Linked DNA regions of Mus musculus: all the other regions are linked to region 5. A link is a contact called in public promoter capture Hi-C data. All regions are on one chromosome and are shown on one strand. The core of a region is the stretch at or near the end of the contact, and the rest is flanking DNA. Distances in the headings are between cores, read along the strand shown. Region 1 has its middle 8.6 kb from the start of Gm34766. Region 2 holds the start of Rubcn (RUN domain and cysteine-rich domain containing, Beclin 1-interacting protein). Region 3 holds the start of Tnk2 (tyrosine kinase, non-receptor, 2). Region 4 holds the start of Tfrc (transferrin receptor). Region 5 holds the start of Pak2 (p21 (RAC1) activated kinase 2).

Region 1 (2,721 bases), core at 168-2,667, 610 kb before region 5:
CAGGGCTACACAGAGAAACCCTGTCTCAAAAAAAACAAAAACAAAACAAAACAAAAAAAAACATAGAAATGCGTGGAGAGCCGTGAGCAATTGCCATCACAAGCCTCCGCTGTGCCTAACTGGTAAACAAGTAATGTGCGCAGGTGCAAGAGTAAATTCGTGCGAAGTTACTGCCCATCCCGGGGCGTAGTAGTGGGGTAATGAGTGAGCAGCTAATCAGGAGCTGACATGTCACATGGAGGGGTATATAAGCAGCATCATTTTCCTTGTTTGGGGTTGTTCTTCTTTCGCCTATGCAATCAATGCTCTCCCAGTAAACGTGTGCAGAAGGATCCTGTTGCAGCGTCATTCTTCCTGGCCAGTTGAGCGTGTGCAAGAGAAATGTTAACAAAATAATGTCTTACACAACAAGAGTTTATCCACAGAAGGCAAAGTATGTAGTGTTTCAAGGATGTTCAAGATGAAAAGTCAGTAGCATAAAACGTGAACAATTTAAAAGTAGTTTACAGTGCTGGAGATATTGGATCAGTAGATGAGAGAGTCTGCTACTCTTGCAGAGGAACCATGTTCTGTTCCCAGAACTTACCTGTGGTTGCTCACAGTTTCCTGGAATCCGGTTCCAGGGGAGCTGACGCGCTCTTCTCGTCTCAGACACATACGCATACACACAGGAAATCATACATACATACATACATACATACATACATACATACATACATACATGCACAGACATACAGGCAAACACTCATGCATATAAAATAAAAATAAATAAATCTTAAAAAAATAAGAAGCAGTTTATAATTTAACATTCACCAGATGTACTTATTTTTATAAGATTAATACATACATGTCTGCACAGATAAAACTAATATATCAAGTTTCACGTATTTTTCTGACTAATTAACTTTTCTAATGCGCTCTGCTGACTGTCCCAATTCTACAATGGGCATTACAGCAGTCATAAAAAACAACAAAGAGTAGCCAGGCGTGGTGGTGCACGCCTTTAATCCCAGCACTCAGAGGCAGAGGCAGGCGGATTTCTGAGTTCAAGGCCAGCCTGGTCTACAGAGTGAGTTCCAGGACAGCCAGGGCTGTACAGAGAAACCCTGTCTCGAAAAAACAAAAACAAAAACAAAACAAAACAAAACAAAACAGCCCTGACTGCTCTTCCAGAGGTTCTGAGTTCAAATCCCAGCAACCACATGGTGGCTTAAAACCATCCGTAATGGGATCTGATGCCCTCTTCTGGGGTGTCTGAAGACAGCTACAGTGTACTTACATATAATAAACAAACAAACAAACTTTAACAAACAAAAACCAAAGAAGACAAATAGAAGGAAGGTCAACACAGCACAAGGGAGTAGTGCCGGGACTTCCGGTGGAGTCGCTGCGTGCTCTGCCTGAGCCTTTAATATCCTAGCACTTAACTCCTGGAGCACTGGTTTCTCTCCCTGGCTCTGGTTGGCCTCCTTCAGAGCCTCCATAACTGTCCATAGAAACAGGGTTCTAATGTCCTTTCTCTTTGCATTAGACCCTAGCTGATCCCCGTTTTGTACCAGATGGTAGGCGAACATATTCCTTCCCAAGTTTACCTGGGCTGAGTCCCTACCAGCAGGGTTTAGACTCTTAAATGATTTGCTGGGAAACGACTTCATACAACCTTAGCCCCCTACACTCTCAAATTTAACTCAAATGGGTAGTGTCTCATCTTACCGGTAGGTGGCGCTGTCGACACAAACGTGCAATTGCTCAGGTTCTGCAGATCAGTTTCAAGCAATCCTTGATACAGAGTATCCAAATATAAGGCCCTGGGAGCAAAGGTACTATCTACTACCTCCACTACTTACATCTGTCTCATACATGTTTGAGAAACGGAATAAATTTAAGGAAAAACCGCACAGTTTAGTTTCTCATCTTAGCATTTTACCTGGCGGCGGCTGGCAGCTGCGGGACCGCCATTGAGAACTCCTGCATCCAGAAGCCAGGGGAGCCATTCTCCAAGTTCAAAGTTCCATAAAAACTAAATTGCTTCAAATTAAAAACACCTTTTGCCTCCAAAGTGCAAGGGGGGGGGCATGCTAGATTCTTCTTTCCCTTTGGCCACACTATTGTTAAGTGGATCAATCCAGCTTAAAGAGAGTGTCCTCCTCCACCCCCATCTACAGACCAAAAGGAACCCAGCAGGCTTGTTATTCACCAGGATATGAGAAGCACCTTCAAACCTTCAACCTCTCTCCCCCAAACCCCAACAAAAAGAGAATGGGTCAGGAGCAAGCCAGTCCATTCTGTGAGCTAACAGCTAACCACTGAAACACGGTCACCCCATGTCACTTTCCTGGTAATTTTATTATCTACCAAGTCAGCAGAGTCGCTTTCTGGGGAACCACCTCCCTGGGTACACAATGACACAGAGCATTTGCCATTTTGCCACAATGATGTCACTCCCAGGGGCACAGACTGTCTATTCAGCTTGTGTTCTGTCAACAGGGCTGACAGATTGCCCAACAAACCCTGAGTTTATTCCCCAGGCTGGGTAAACCCGAATCGGCTTCTGCTACACACAGTAACATTGCAAGAGCTAGCAGGTTGACCAGGCAAAAACCAACAGGAAGACCTGGGGTGTAGGAAACACAGCCAAAACAGTGCATTGCATTCCTGATTCATTCTCTCTCTCTCTCTCTCTCTCTCTCTCTCTCTCTCTCTCTCTCTCTCTCTCTCTCT
Region 2 (2,700 bases), core at 126-2,625, 790 kb before region 5:
GGCATCTGATCCCATTACAGATGGTTGTGAGCCACCCATGTGGTTGCTGGGAATTGAACTCAGGACTTTCAGAAGAGCAGTCAGTGCTCTTAACCACTGAGCCATCTCTCCAGCCCCATTCTCTCTTGTTTCTTGCAGCTGATTTGTCTTACTCTTGACTATCATGCACAGACTAGTCTAGGGATCACCAGTCTATCTACTTCGCTCTTACCTCTAATGAGATACCTACTCTATCTCCTTTCCACATTGTAAACTTAGCTTTGTAAGCACATTTGCCATACCCTCTCATTTGATAAAACTCACTGTTCTATGGCTGATTCCAACTCCTTAACATGTCATTTCATAACCTGGTCTTGCTTGCATGAGAATGCCCACATCATTGTGTCCCACTCCTTTGCTTTAAAAAAACTTTATATATGTGTATATATACTGGGTGTGTATACACATTTAGTGCATGCATGCATGTACATTCATGGGGAGAGAATAACTCTCAGGAGTTGGTTCTCTCCTTCCACCATGGAGGTCTGGGGTTTGACCTCTGGTGGTTAGTTTCGGTAGCAAGCTTCTTTACTTACTGAACCATCTTGCCCTTTCTCAGTTTTGATTACTAAGAAGCAACGATTTTCAAAACTGCTATTTTCTTAATACCTGTGAGAGCTGTTTTGTCCATCTTCCTGCCTCTCCTCCCCTCCTTGTTAAACTCTTATCCTAGAAACTGCTCTGCATGGCTTTGGTGGTGTATGCTTATAATCTCAGCATTCTGGAGGCTGAGGGTCTTGACTTTGAGCCCAACCTGTGCTACAGTACCAAAACAGGGTGGAGAATTGACTCAAGGGTTAACTATCTGTTCTTGTAGAGGGTCCCTGTTCCGGTGCCTTCACGGGCACCTTACAAGCATGTGATGCACATACACTCAGGCACACGCATATACATTTAAGAATATTTAGAAAAAGAAAACAGTAACCTGTACCCCGACATCACTCCTGCAAGAGACCTTCCCTCAAAGTCTTCCTAGCCTTTCTACTGCCCTTTTCTGGTTCAGTTTGTGATCTCTTGGTGTAAATGCTTGGAGTCTTCCAACACCAAGAAGTATTAAATCAGGAATGGACTGAAGTGAAGTTAATCGAGTTAGGATTATATCAGTTTTATTGTCTATTTTAACCTCCGACAGAGTCTGATTTCCTGAGTAAAGTGTGACAGGAGTTCGCCCTCGAATTCCTGACTGTCGTTAGTTACATGGAGCTTTTAATCAAGGTTCCCTGCCCAGGGAAACTCGCCTAGCACATCACGTGTACCCAGGTTAGGGGAGCCTGGGATTGGATGGGGCAGTGCATGCCGGGAGAAGGATGGCCTTCGAAGGGCTTTTTGGGAATTGTAGTTCTTGGAGCCGGAAGTGGGGGTGGCAGGGGTAGAGCGGCAGCTGAGGCAGCAGTCCTTGACTCTGTCGCTGTCAGGGTGTAGTGCATGGTTCTAAGCTCACCAGCCATGGTGCCTCCCCTCTCTTGAGGGTGCTCCGGGTACCCTGGCGGTCGAAGCGGCCTGGAGCCTCTCTCTGGCCCCGAGACGGCCTTATAGTCCGGATGCGTCCGGAGGGCGCGGGAATGGATCTTGGCGGCGGCGATGGGGAGCGTCTGCTAGAGAAGAGCAGGTGGGCTGGGAGCGGCTGGCAGTCGGGGCTGCTTGCGTGCGCGGGAGCACAGGGAGACTTGGCTGGCATGACACGCAGTGCGGGGCGCGGCATCCTGTAGAGCTACTGTTCAAGTGACTTGTTTGGGAAGAATTTCCAAGAGGAGGGACTGGTGGGGCGTGTATAAGGACAAGGGAGGAGATGAATTTAGGGACGGTGAGCAACTGTGGGTATGATTCTTTGAGGGCCAGGGAAGACAGTGAAGAAACTAAGATACAAGACTGCCAGAGGAGAGGTGGACATTGAGAGTCTGGGAGAAAGGACTGAGGTGCTGTAGTGAGATTTTTATAGGCCAAAGTCTATAGATAAGAGCAGAAACAAGATTGGTGCCCTGCGTTAAAACTTGTGATAACCCAGACCGATTTTAAAAGGGTGCTAAGATATTCTGGGAGCTACGGTTTTAGATTACAATGGCTCAGCAAGGTTAGGAAGAGATGAATGTGGGTGAGGAGGAGAGGTAGGCCCGTGGGTTAAAAGAAACTGATTGCACTGGGTGTGGGCTCGCTGAAGGGACAGAAATCATGTGCATGTCCTTTGTCAGTGAGATGCTGCTGCCCTGAGAGGACCTCTGTTTCTTTTTTCTTCAGCCCCTTTGCTGCTTCTCCACAATGCAAACTAAATAAGCTCAAGTTTTTGTGGAATTATTGTCAGAAAACCTTAGCTTCTAGAAATAGGGGGATTATTTTCTTTTTAAATTTAAACAACTACACTTATGTGTGTGTGTGTGTGTGTGTGTCCTACTTAGGATTGCTTCATTAACAACTGGTCTTAGGTTGGGAGTGTAATTCAGGGTAGAGTGCTTGCCTAGCATGCAGGCAGCCCTGGGCTCCATCCTCAGCACCACAAGAACAACAGAAGCAGGGTCTCAACATCTTAAGAGGATGCAGGAGCAGAGGCACAGTAGAAATATGGCGTGAGGGAGTTTTTCTTGACACTTAAAATAGGTTTAGTACAATGATGGTCTCCAGAGCAGGTGAAGTCCCACGACTAGAAGCAAAATAATTTACCTTAAA
Region 3 (2,711 bases), core at 119-2,618, 570 kb before region 5:
ATCCCACAGGTGGGCTGGAAGTGCAAGAACTTTTGACACGGCTAGGGAAATAAAGACAGAGGCTGTAAGCTGTCAACCAAGACCACCTGAACCAGGAAAGAGGTGGGTTCATATGCCAACAAGAAATCAAATCTACCCATTGGCCTGCAGGCTCCACCTCTAGGCGGCGCCAAGAAGGAGCCACGGTCGCGGGGAGGTGAGGAGGTCTTAATAGGATACCACAGGCTTCTCTATTTGCCAGCTTCTAGAGTGAGGTCAAGGCATGGGTAGCAGCCGCTGGTACAACCTCCCTTCCCATTCCATTCAGAAATGAAGACCTCACCAGTTGCTCTCTGCAGTTCTACCCATCCTTGGCTTTGGGCCCACAGCATAATCAACCGTGACAAAACCGTGTGGCAAGGCGCAGGCCAGGCTCGTGCCCAAGTCACTACTGGCTGCCACACTCACGTGATCAACAGGACTACAAGATAAGGCACAGCGGCTAATGCAACACTATCCATTTTCCCTTTCGGGAGGACTTGAGGCCGGTGATGCAGGTTGCACAACAGCTTGCACAGAGACACACCTACCTCCACCAGCAGATAGGTGAAGGGGATGACTTAGTCCCTGGGGCTATCCTGCCTTCTCTTCCCTCTGCCTATACCAGGCAGCCACTCAAATGGTTCCACATCCAGTCTAGACTTGAAAGCGGTGACTACTCCACTACAGCAGCTGCTACTTACAATTATATGTGGTGGGTGCTTGCGTGTGTGTGTGCGCGTGCGTGCGTACGTGTGTGTATGTGTGTGTTCGTGAGGGGTGATGCCCAGGTTGGTCAACTAGAGAGGACAAGGGATGTTTGGAACCCATTCTCCGATGCTTCTAATCATATCAACTCCGATAACAATATTGGCCATCCGTACCTGAGTTTCCAGCTGTCCCCAGGCAGACACTGCTTCGAGGATGCTCAGACTTGAGGTAGCAGAAAGGATCTTGCAGGCCAGTGCCTACCCTCCAGCAATATCTTCCAAAGGTCAGGTTCACAGCGCTCTTCTGCTCCCCAATCCCCTACATCTTCCTGCATTACTCTTGGCACTAGAGCAACCCTGATGCCAGCAAGGAAGGCAGCTTGCCGATTACCACCTCCTTCGCCGTCTGCGCCTGCGGGTCCTGTGTCCCTCTTGGAATCCCTCTCCCCCTGAGGACCCTTTACCGTTCAGATACGTCTCCTGAACAGCCCACACTACCTGGCCCTCTTGCACCCCGGGCAGCCAATTTGCTTCCTGCACCCCCAGGCGCCCCTCTCCTTCAGGCCCTCGGGGCCCTACAGGCCTGGCTCTCCCCAGCAGCTCGAGTCTGTCCCCACTCGCTAGGGATGCTCCAAGGACCACCGCCTCCCCGCCCAGATGCCTGCAGCTCTCCCAGCTGCGCTCGTCCGAACTTTCGAGCTCCTCCGTGCGCGGGCAGGGGCCGTGAGCCAACTCGGGCAGCTCCTCTGGCTGCCGCAGAAGCCTGCGTGGGCTGCCCTCCCCGCGCTCCTGCACCCCGGCACGGGCCTCGCCGCGCTCCTGCACTGCGGGGCCGCCTCCCCCCTTCTCCTGCTGCTGCCTGCGGGGCCCCAGGCCCTCCTCCTGCGCCACCGGCCCGCCGGCCGAACCCGTCCAGCGCGCCCGGCGCCTCCAGTCCGCGGCGTCGGGCGGCCCCCACACCACCCCCAGACTAGGCTCGTGACCGCGGCCGCCCCGCTCCTGCACCCCCAGCCCCACGCCGCCCTCCTCCTGCACGGCCGGACCCACCCCGCCCTGCTCCTCCACGCCGAGCTTCAGCCCGCGAAGAAGCTGCGGGCCCCAGCTGAGCCGCCCGACGCGCGCCGGCTGCTGCTCCGGCAGCGCGGGGCTCAGCCCGCCGCGCTCCTCCTGCGCCCCCCGCCGCCGACCCCCCGCGCCCGCCGCGCCGCGCACGCGCCTGCCCCCCAGAGGCCGCGCGCTCCCGCCCCTCCAGATGGTGCTGCCCTGCGCGCCCCCGCCCCGCGGCTTCCGCCTCGGCCCCAAGCGGGCCCGGCGTCCCGCCCTCGCCGCCCACACTCGACCTCGGCCACCCCGGCGCCGCGCCGCAGGTGCTGCGGCCCCGCGAGCCGGCGGCCCTCCAGCCGGGTTCTCAGAGCCCGCGCGCGCCTGCGCCGCCCTAGGGGGTGGGGCCCGCTGGGGTCGCTCCGCCTTCTTAAAGGGCCCTGGTCCATACACACACACACACACACACACACACACACTCAAAAAAAAAAAAAATGAAGTTCAAAATTAGGAGGTTTCATCGATTAATAAATTCAAGTGAGAACAAGTCCTGGAATAAGAGTCTGAATTTAGCCAGTACTTGGGAGGTAGAGCAGACAGATTTCTGAGTTCGAGGCCAGCCTGGTCTTCAAAGTGAGTTCCAGGACAGCCAGGGATACCCAGAGAAACCCTGTCTCACAGCCAGGGATACACAGAGAAACCCTGTCTCGGAAAAAAAAAAAAAAAAAAAAAAAAAAAAGTTACAGGAGCTCACCCCAGGCAGTCAAGGTCAAATGTAACATAGCTTAGCTAGAGAAAGGAAAGGAAGGAAGGAAGGAAGGAAGGAAGGAAGGAAGAAAGAAAGAAAGAAAGAAAGAAAGAAAGAAAGAAAGAAAGAAAGGAAGGAAGGAAGGGAATAAGAAAGAAGGAAGAGAGAGAGAAGAAGAAGAAGAAGAAGAAGAA
Region 4 (2,700 bases), core at 187-2,686, 530 kb before region 5:
CCCTATTATAAATAAGCACATTGCCACAAGCATATAACTACTTAGCCTTAGGGTGGGGTTAGGCAGACAGATCTAACCAGTCAACACAGGCCAGGTTCACAGCCACCATTCCTTGACAACATCCTCTCTCAAAGTAAAAAGTATTATGCTCTCTATATAAAAAACAGCTGATATTGGATTCCTGTATAAAGCAGTTTATTATAATCCTTAACAGAAAATAAATGCAAGTGGACCCACACAAGCTAAATCCCGTTTTCTTTGTAGATAACATCCTGAATCAGCTTAAATGTCTTTGTCAAAGAGGTCATATTTCACAGCTCAGAGCCAACTCATCTAATCTTAGAATAAAAGTATCAGGTAGCCGAGAATTTCTGTAACACAACTATTTCCCACTTAAATCCTATTTAAAAAAAAATAGCACAGAATAGCCGAGAATTTCTGTAACACAACTATTTCCCACTTAAATCCTATTTTAAAAAAATAGCACAGAAACTGAACAGCAATCCAGTCCAGTCTTCTGCCTAAGTATAAGGAGATCATTTCATTTTACGCTCGGGACAAAGTGTGCTAACTGAAAAATTTGCAAATGCAGTTTTCTTACCCTCAAACACCATTTTAGAGAGCTGTCCAACACCAGGGTGCACGCTGGTTCTCTACAGCTAGTTCTAAAAGAGCTCGTACAAAGAGGTCGTATTTCTACGTTCTCCCATCTTAGGAGATGCTAGAGACGTTCTTAGTATTACCTGCAGCGTTCAGACCTATTCTGCCCTAGAAAAATGAGATTCCACACGCTGGGCCAAGAGGGAGAGACTGGCAAAAAAACCGACCAGGTGGTGCCGAAGTTCCAACGTGCAGTTATTGGAAGCTCCCCCCGCCCCTCTAAATGTCCGTGACACTAGTAACCGAATAGAAAACAGCTTTGTCCTTTTCAGCTGTGACGCCCTCCTGCGAGGGGCCCCAAGGTCACCCACGTACCCCGACAGCCGTTCCCTGGGGCGACTTCCTCCAGCCGCCACCACGTGCTCCCGGCGGAACAAGCCTGCGCCTCAGCGTGGTGACTCTCGAACCCGCGGCCTAGCACTGGCCTGCGAAGGCCCGGAGGACCCGAGGGGCGCAGGGTACAGCGGCTCCCCACACCCACCGCGCTGCACCTGCAACCCGCGCTCCTCAGCCCCGGACTCCGCGACACCCCTCCGCCTCCCCGCCCGCACCACCCAGGCCCTGGCGTCTCGCTCTGGTCCGCCCGCCACGCGAGGACCACGATGGGCCGTGCCGCTGACAAGGGAGTCACTCACTAGGAAGCGCCTCTACAGTCCGCAATGCAGCAGCCCGCGCTCCGCACGCCTTCTGAAGGCAGCGCTGCCTCCCACCCAAAGCTTATAGCTCGGCCCCACCCCCCGGCCGGCCCTCTGGATCTACGTCACTTCCTTCCGCACGTACACCTACCGAGGTGCTCCCCCAAGACCGCTGGAGGCGAACTGCGCGCGCAGCCAGTGCGTGCGCGGAGTAGCCTAGAAAAGGCGCCAAGGCGGCAGGTGTCGGGAGAGCGCGTGCGATTGGCTGCGGCTCGCTTTCTCCACCGCACCCCTCCCCCGCCGTGTCTTTGGAGTTGGCCTGTCGCCCTCCGCCTAACCTTGACCGACACCCAACCCTGCGGTGCAAGTTCGAAAGTATCAGCCTTTACTCTTTAAAATATTCCTACTTGCAGGCTTAGGTCTCCGCCAAAACCATATCCTAAAGACGAGTTTTTGCAGCTCAGAGATGCTTTAAAGGAAAAACTTTAAAGCAAAACTGCAAATCTTTTTTTTTTTTTTTTTTAGATTTTAACAAGCAGCGCTTAAGCCAAGCAAAGAGCTACCAGTGCTCACTATGTTCAGCCTATGGAAGGGAAATAGGAACCAATGATTTACTAGGGTGATAAAGTTGTAGATTAACTTGCATGTTTATCGCCATTATTGCTTTTAGAGGGTTGTTGCAATGCATAGCAAATAAAAGGAGTTCTGTTAAAACTGCAAACGTTCACACTCTTTTCTTCCTATCTGTACTTTACTGCCCAGCCTGTGGTAAATTTACAAATAACAAAGAGAGTGGTATCTTAAACCACAACAGGACTACAGATAGCGCGCTCCCAGATGGAGCCCTTAGGGACCCTGGGAATGTCTTTTAAAGTACTAATCTACTTCCCAGCCACGAATTTGACCTTTGGCTTATCTGCTCTAAAATTCAACGCGTATTTGGGATTTACTAACTGCTGGTCCCTTTAGACCCTTCTTTGTCCAAATTGTACTACTCCAGAAAATATATATAAAGCCAGAGCACACAGCCATTGAGAGATCTCTGAAATTCAGACCATAAGCAGGTCTTGGTGGCACAGGCCTTAATTCCAGTGAAAGGCAGAGCAGGCATATCTCTTGAGTTCAGGCCAGCCTGGTCTACATAGAGAGTTCCAGAACAACCAGGGCTACAAAAAGAAACCCTGTCTAAAAACAATAAAACAAAAAACAAAAAAGGAAGAGGAAGAGGAAGAAGAGGGGGTAAGGAAGAGGAGGAGGGAGAGGGGGATGGGAGAGAAGAGGAAGAGGAAGGGGAAGAGGAAGAGGAAGAAGAAAAAAAAAAGAAGAAATAATGATTCCGGCTATAGACTGAGTCCCTGTAAGAGAAGCACAGAAGCACACAGCAGTGTTTGGTACCCCCATAGCT
Region 5 (2,700 bases), core at 46-2,545:
CTCACTTTGTAGACCAGGCTGGCCTCGAACTCAGAAATTCGCCTGCCTCTGCCTCCCAAGTGCTAGGATTAAAGGAGTATGCCACCTCGCCCAACTACTACAGTACTTTCTAATATACCCATCTTACACCAAGGTGCAGCTACATAAGTCTTGTGGTTTTGGTTGTGAGCCTAGCCTTCATCTCTCACTGACCGTGGCAATCCTCTTCCTACTTGTAATCCTTTCCCCTCAGTTCTTCCGAGTTCCTTTTTCTGTTTTAACTGCCACCTTCTCTGTCCACTCTGTCCACGGTAATCCCTCAGCTTTTTCCCCACCTTGTAACAGGTATCAGTGTTTTGGTTTTTATGTTTTCATACGTTTTTTTGGTTGTTTTTTTTCTGAGACAGGGTTTCTCTGTATAGCCCTGGCTTTCCTGGAACTCACTCTGTAGACCAGTCTGGCCTCGAACTCAGAAATCTGCCTGCCTCTGCCTCCCGAGTTCTGGGATTAAAGGCGTGCGCCACCACCGTTTTCATGTTTTTAACCTTTACAAAGACTAGGTGAAGCATGTTCATTTCTGGTACCTAAATGGTCTTTTGTAGATATTAGATATTGACATAGTTGTGGAATAAGAATACATGAATTAACTCCTCCATTGATAAAATACAGAAAAATAAAAAAATCTTTGTTTTGCAAAGAGGGAGGACCTAATTTAGCAGCATAATCTGATTCAACTTAATCTGGTTAAATTTGTAGGAAAAAAAAAAGCGGTGGCGTCGCATTCCTTTAATCGAGGCCAGCCTGGTCTTCAAAGTGAGTTCCAGGACAGCCAGGGCTATACAGAGAAACCCTGCCTCCAAAAAACCAAACCAAACCAAACCAAACCAAAAAACAAAGTGAGCTGGGCAGTACCTCTTCAGGAGGCAGAAGCAGGAGGATCTCTAGTTCAAAGTCAGCCTGGACTACAGAGTGAGTTCCAGGACAGCCAGGACTCGAAAAGCCATCCCTCCCCACAAAACACCAATTGGTGAATGGATACATTCTCAGAAACAAAGACCCTCTACACACAAATATGTTTGGATCAGCTGTTCTCCGTCAGCTTTGTCAGTAGGTAAACCGTAACTGCAGACAATGCAGAATGCTGATAAATGAGGGACAGGTTTTCTCTGTAACGCCCACTGTCCTGAGTCTCCCTAACAGATGACTAGACTACGGTTCCCAGCCGCCCTGTGAAAGCCCGCCCCTCGGGTCATGACGCCACTTTCAGGGCGGGGCTGTCTTACGGCCCCGCCCCGCGCCCCCGCCGCCGCCCTCCCCCAGGGTTGTGGCCACGCGCAGCGGCAGCGGTTGTTCCGCTTCCCCTCCGGCCCGGGCCGTCGCCATTGCCGAAGGCTCCTGCCCTCCCCTCCCTGGCCCAAGGGGTTCTGCGCCTCACGGCCTCGGTAGCGACGGCCGCGCCCCGCGCCGCTCCCCTCCGCCCTGCCCTCCTCCCTCTCAGCGCCCCAGCGCAGTGCTCGCCCGCGTCGGCCAAGCAGCCCGCCCTGGGTCGGGCGGAGACCTTTCCTCTCTGGTAAGTGCGGTTGCCGCTCGCCCGGGCCGGGCCGGGCCGGGCCGAGCCGCCGCCCTCCTCCCGCCTCCGCGGCCTGGGCCCAGCGGCCCGGGACGCCAGCACCTGCGGGCGGGCCCGCGGCTCCGGGCGGTGGCTCATTGTCTGCGCCCTGGCTCTAAGCTTCGGCCGAGAGGAAGCTTGCTGGGCTGTGGGGACCCTGGCCACTCCGGCCGTCCTTGCCCTTCTCTCCCGCCGGCGCTGCACCGGACGACTCGGGTTTGTTCCTGGATGTTCCCTCCTTTACCAGCTGCGTTCTCTGCAGTCTCGTCGCTCGGGAATCCTGTCGCGAGCTCCTTAAGTTCAGTGTGTAAACTCTTCCTCCTCCTCCACATTAGGAAAAAGTTTTTGCCGGGCTCTGGGAGCCTGCGTTTAAGAACAGAAGTTAAGGATCTTACGGTTTTTGCTTGATCTTTAGCCAGGAGGTGAATATTTGCTTCTTAAGGTTAACTTGGGCTGAGGTTGGCTTTTCACCATGTTTGGCTGTCTGAAACACGCGCGCCCTCACAAGAAAAAAAAAAAGTTGCTGCAAATAACTTAATGGACTCAGCCTTTTGATTAGTTCTAGATCAAGTCGTCCAAGACAGAAGTGTGTTAAATAATTGCCATTGTGGCTTGATGGGAAGGAGGCTCTCTCCATCCCCTGTCTTAATAGAACTAGGTAGAGTGGAAGTGAGATTTGTTTCCTCTTTGACAAATCACCAACTCCCATCGATAGCCGCCAGGTTCTTCTTTACAAGTGACCTGTAGATTTTCCAGCTTTTCGTTTCTAACCTTTTAAAAAAAGACAACCAAACCGGTTAGGCCCAAAATTAGACAACGACGAGCTGAGCTGTGTTTTGGGTGAAGGTTGTGCACGTCACGTTTTTCCCCTGCTGTATTCGACTCTTCCGCTCTTATAAAGTAGGCAGGATATTGAAATAAATACACAAGAATTTGCTCTGGGGATTTTTTTTTTTTTTTTTTTGGTAGAGCTATCCAAAAGAATAGTATGAATAAAATTAGGTTGGGATGAAGGCAGTGAGTAGTAATTTTTAAAACAGGTTAGGGCACGTCAACTTTGCCAGAAGCTCTGTGGCATTTGTAGAACATTCTTGCTTGTCTCTACCCCAGTT

The links. Promoter capture Hi-C pulls out the DNA fragments that hold promoters and counts their contacts. Capture Hi-C pulls out chosen DNA fragments and counts their contacts.
Region 1: a contact with region 5 is called in a promoter capture Hi-C map of embryonic stem cells, with 2.4 times the contacts expected there. The contact joins the enhancer-like site here to the promoter of Pak2 in region 5. A contact is called at or near these places in 2 of 39 promoter capture datasets (embryonic stem cells and pre-B cells), 1 of 15 datasets of contacts at CTCF or cohesin (large pre-B cells), 3 of 115 datasets of contacts at active chromatin or transcription factors (extraembryonic endoderm stem cells, large pre-B cells and pancreatic cancer cells) and 1 of 9 other capture datasets (adipose tissue).
Region 2: a contact with region 5 is called in a promoter capture Hi-C map of liver, with 2.9 times the contacts expected there. The contact joins the promoter of Rubcn here to the promoter of Pak2 in region 5. A contact is called at or near these places in 5 of 39 promoter capture datasets (the 3T3-L1 cell line, cranial neural crest, hippocampal neurons and 1 more), 1 of 115 datasets of contacts at active chromatin or transcription factors (astrocytes) and 2 of 9 other capture datasets (adipose tissue and liver).
Region 3: a contact with region 5 is called in a promoter capture Hi-C map of pancreatic islet. The contact joins the promoter of Tnk2 here to the promoter of Pak2 in region 5. A contact is called at or near these places in 2 of 39 promoter capture datasets (cranial neural crest and erythroid cells), 2 of 484 Hi-C or Micro-C datasets (B cells and erythroblasts), 3 of 115 datasets of contacts at active chromatin or transcription factors (large pre-B cells, pancreatic cancer cells and trophoblast stem cells) and 2 of 9 other capture datasets (adipose tissue and pancreatic islet).
Region 4: a contact with region 5 is called in a promoter capture Hi-C map of neural stem cells. The contact joins the promoter of Tfrc here to the promoter of Pak2 in region 5. A contact is called at or near these places in 6 of 39 promoter capture datasets (the C10 cell line, cranial neural crest, embryonic stem cells and 3 more), 1 of 484 Hi-C or Micro-C datasets (embryonic stem cells), 8 of 115 datasets of contacts at active chromatin or transcription factors (the 230-238 cell line, the NIH/3T3 cell line, T-cell acute lymphoblastic leukemia and 5 more) and 1 of 9 other capture datasets (liver).

What each region holds. Positions count from the first base shown.
Region 1 is chr16:32,688,712-32,691,432 of GRCm38.p6, reverse strand. No RefSeq gene overlaps it. Among named protein-coding and RNA genes, the nearest start is that of Gm34766, 8.6 kb to the left of the region's middle. Within about 2 kb of position 1,417, at least 38 of the 459 cell types and tissues checked have an H3K27ac peak or open chromatin away from gene starts, as enhancers often do. A contact at or near this core is called in embryonic stem cells, extraembryonic endoderm stem cells and pancreatic cancer cells, where this site is marked.
Region 2 is chr16:32,867,041-32,869,740 of GRCm38.p6, reverse strand. Rubcn (RUN domain and cysteine-rich domain containing, Beclin 1-interacting protein) reads left to right here and starts at 1,375. Exons shown (of 19, transcript NM_172615.4): 1 at 1,375-1,648. The coding sequence starts at 1,581.
Region 3 is chr16:32,643,300-32,646,010 of GRCm38.p6, reverse strand. Tnk2 (tyrosine kinase, non-receptor, 2) reads right to left here and starts at 1,368. Exons shown (of 16, transcript NM_016788.3): 1 at 903-1,368.
Region 4 is chr16:32,607,632-32,610,331 of GRCm38.p6, reverse strand. Tfrc (transferrin receptor) reads right to left here and starts at 1,436. Exons shown (of 19, transcript NM_011638.4): 1 at 1,296-1,436.
Region 5 is chr16:32,077,937-32,080,636 of GRCm38.p6, reverse strand. Pak2 (p21 (RAC1) activated kinase 2) reads left to right here and starts at 1,295. Exons shown (of 15, transcript NM_177326.3): 1 at 1,295-1,549.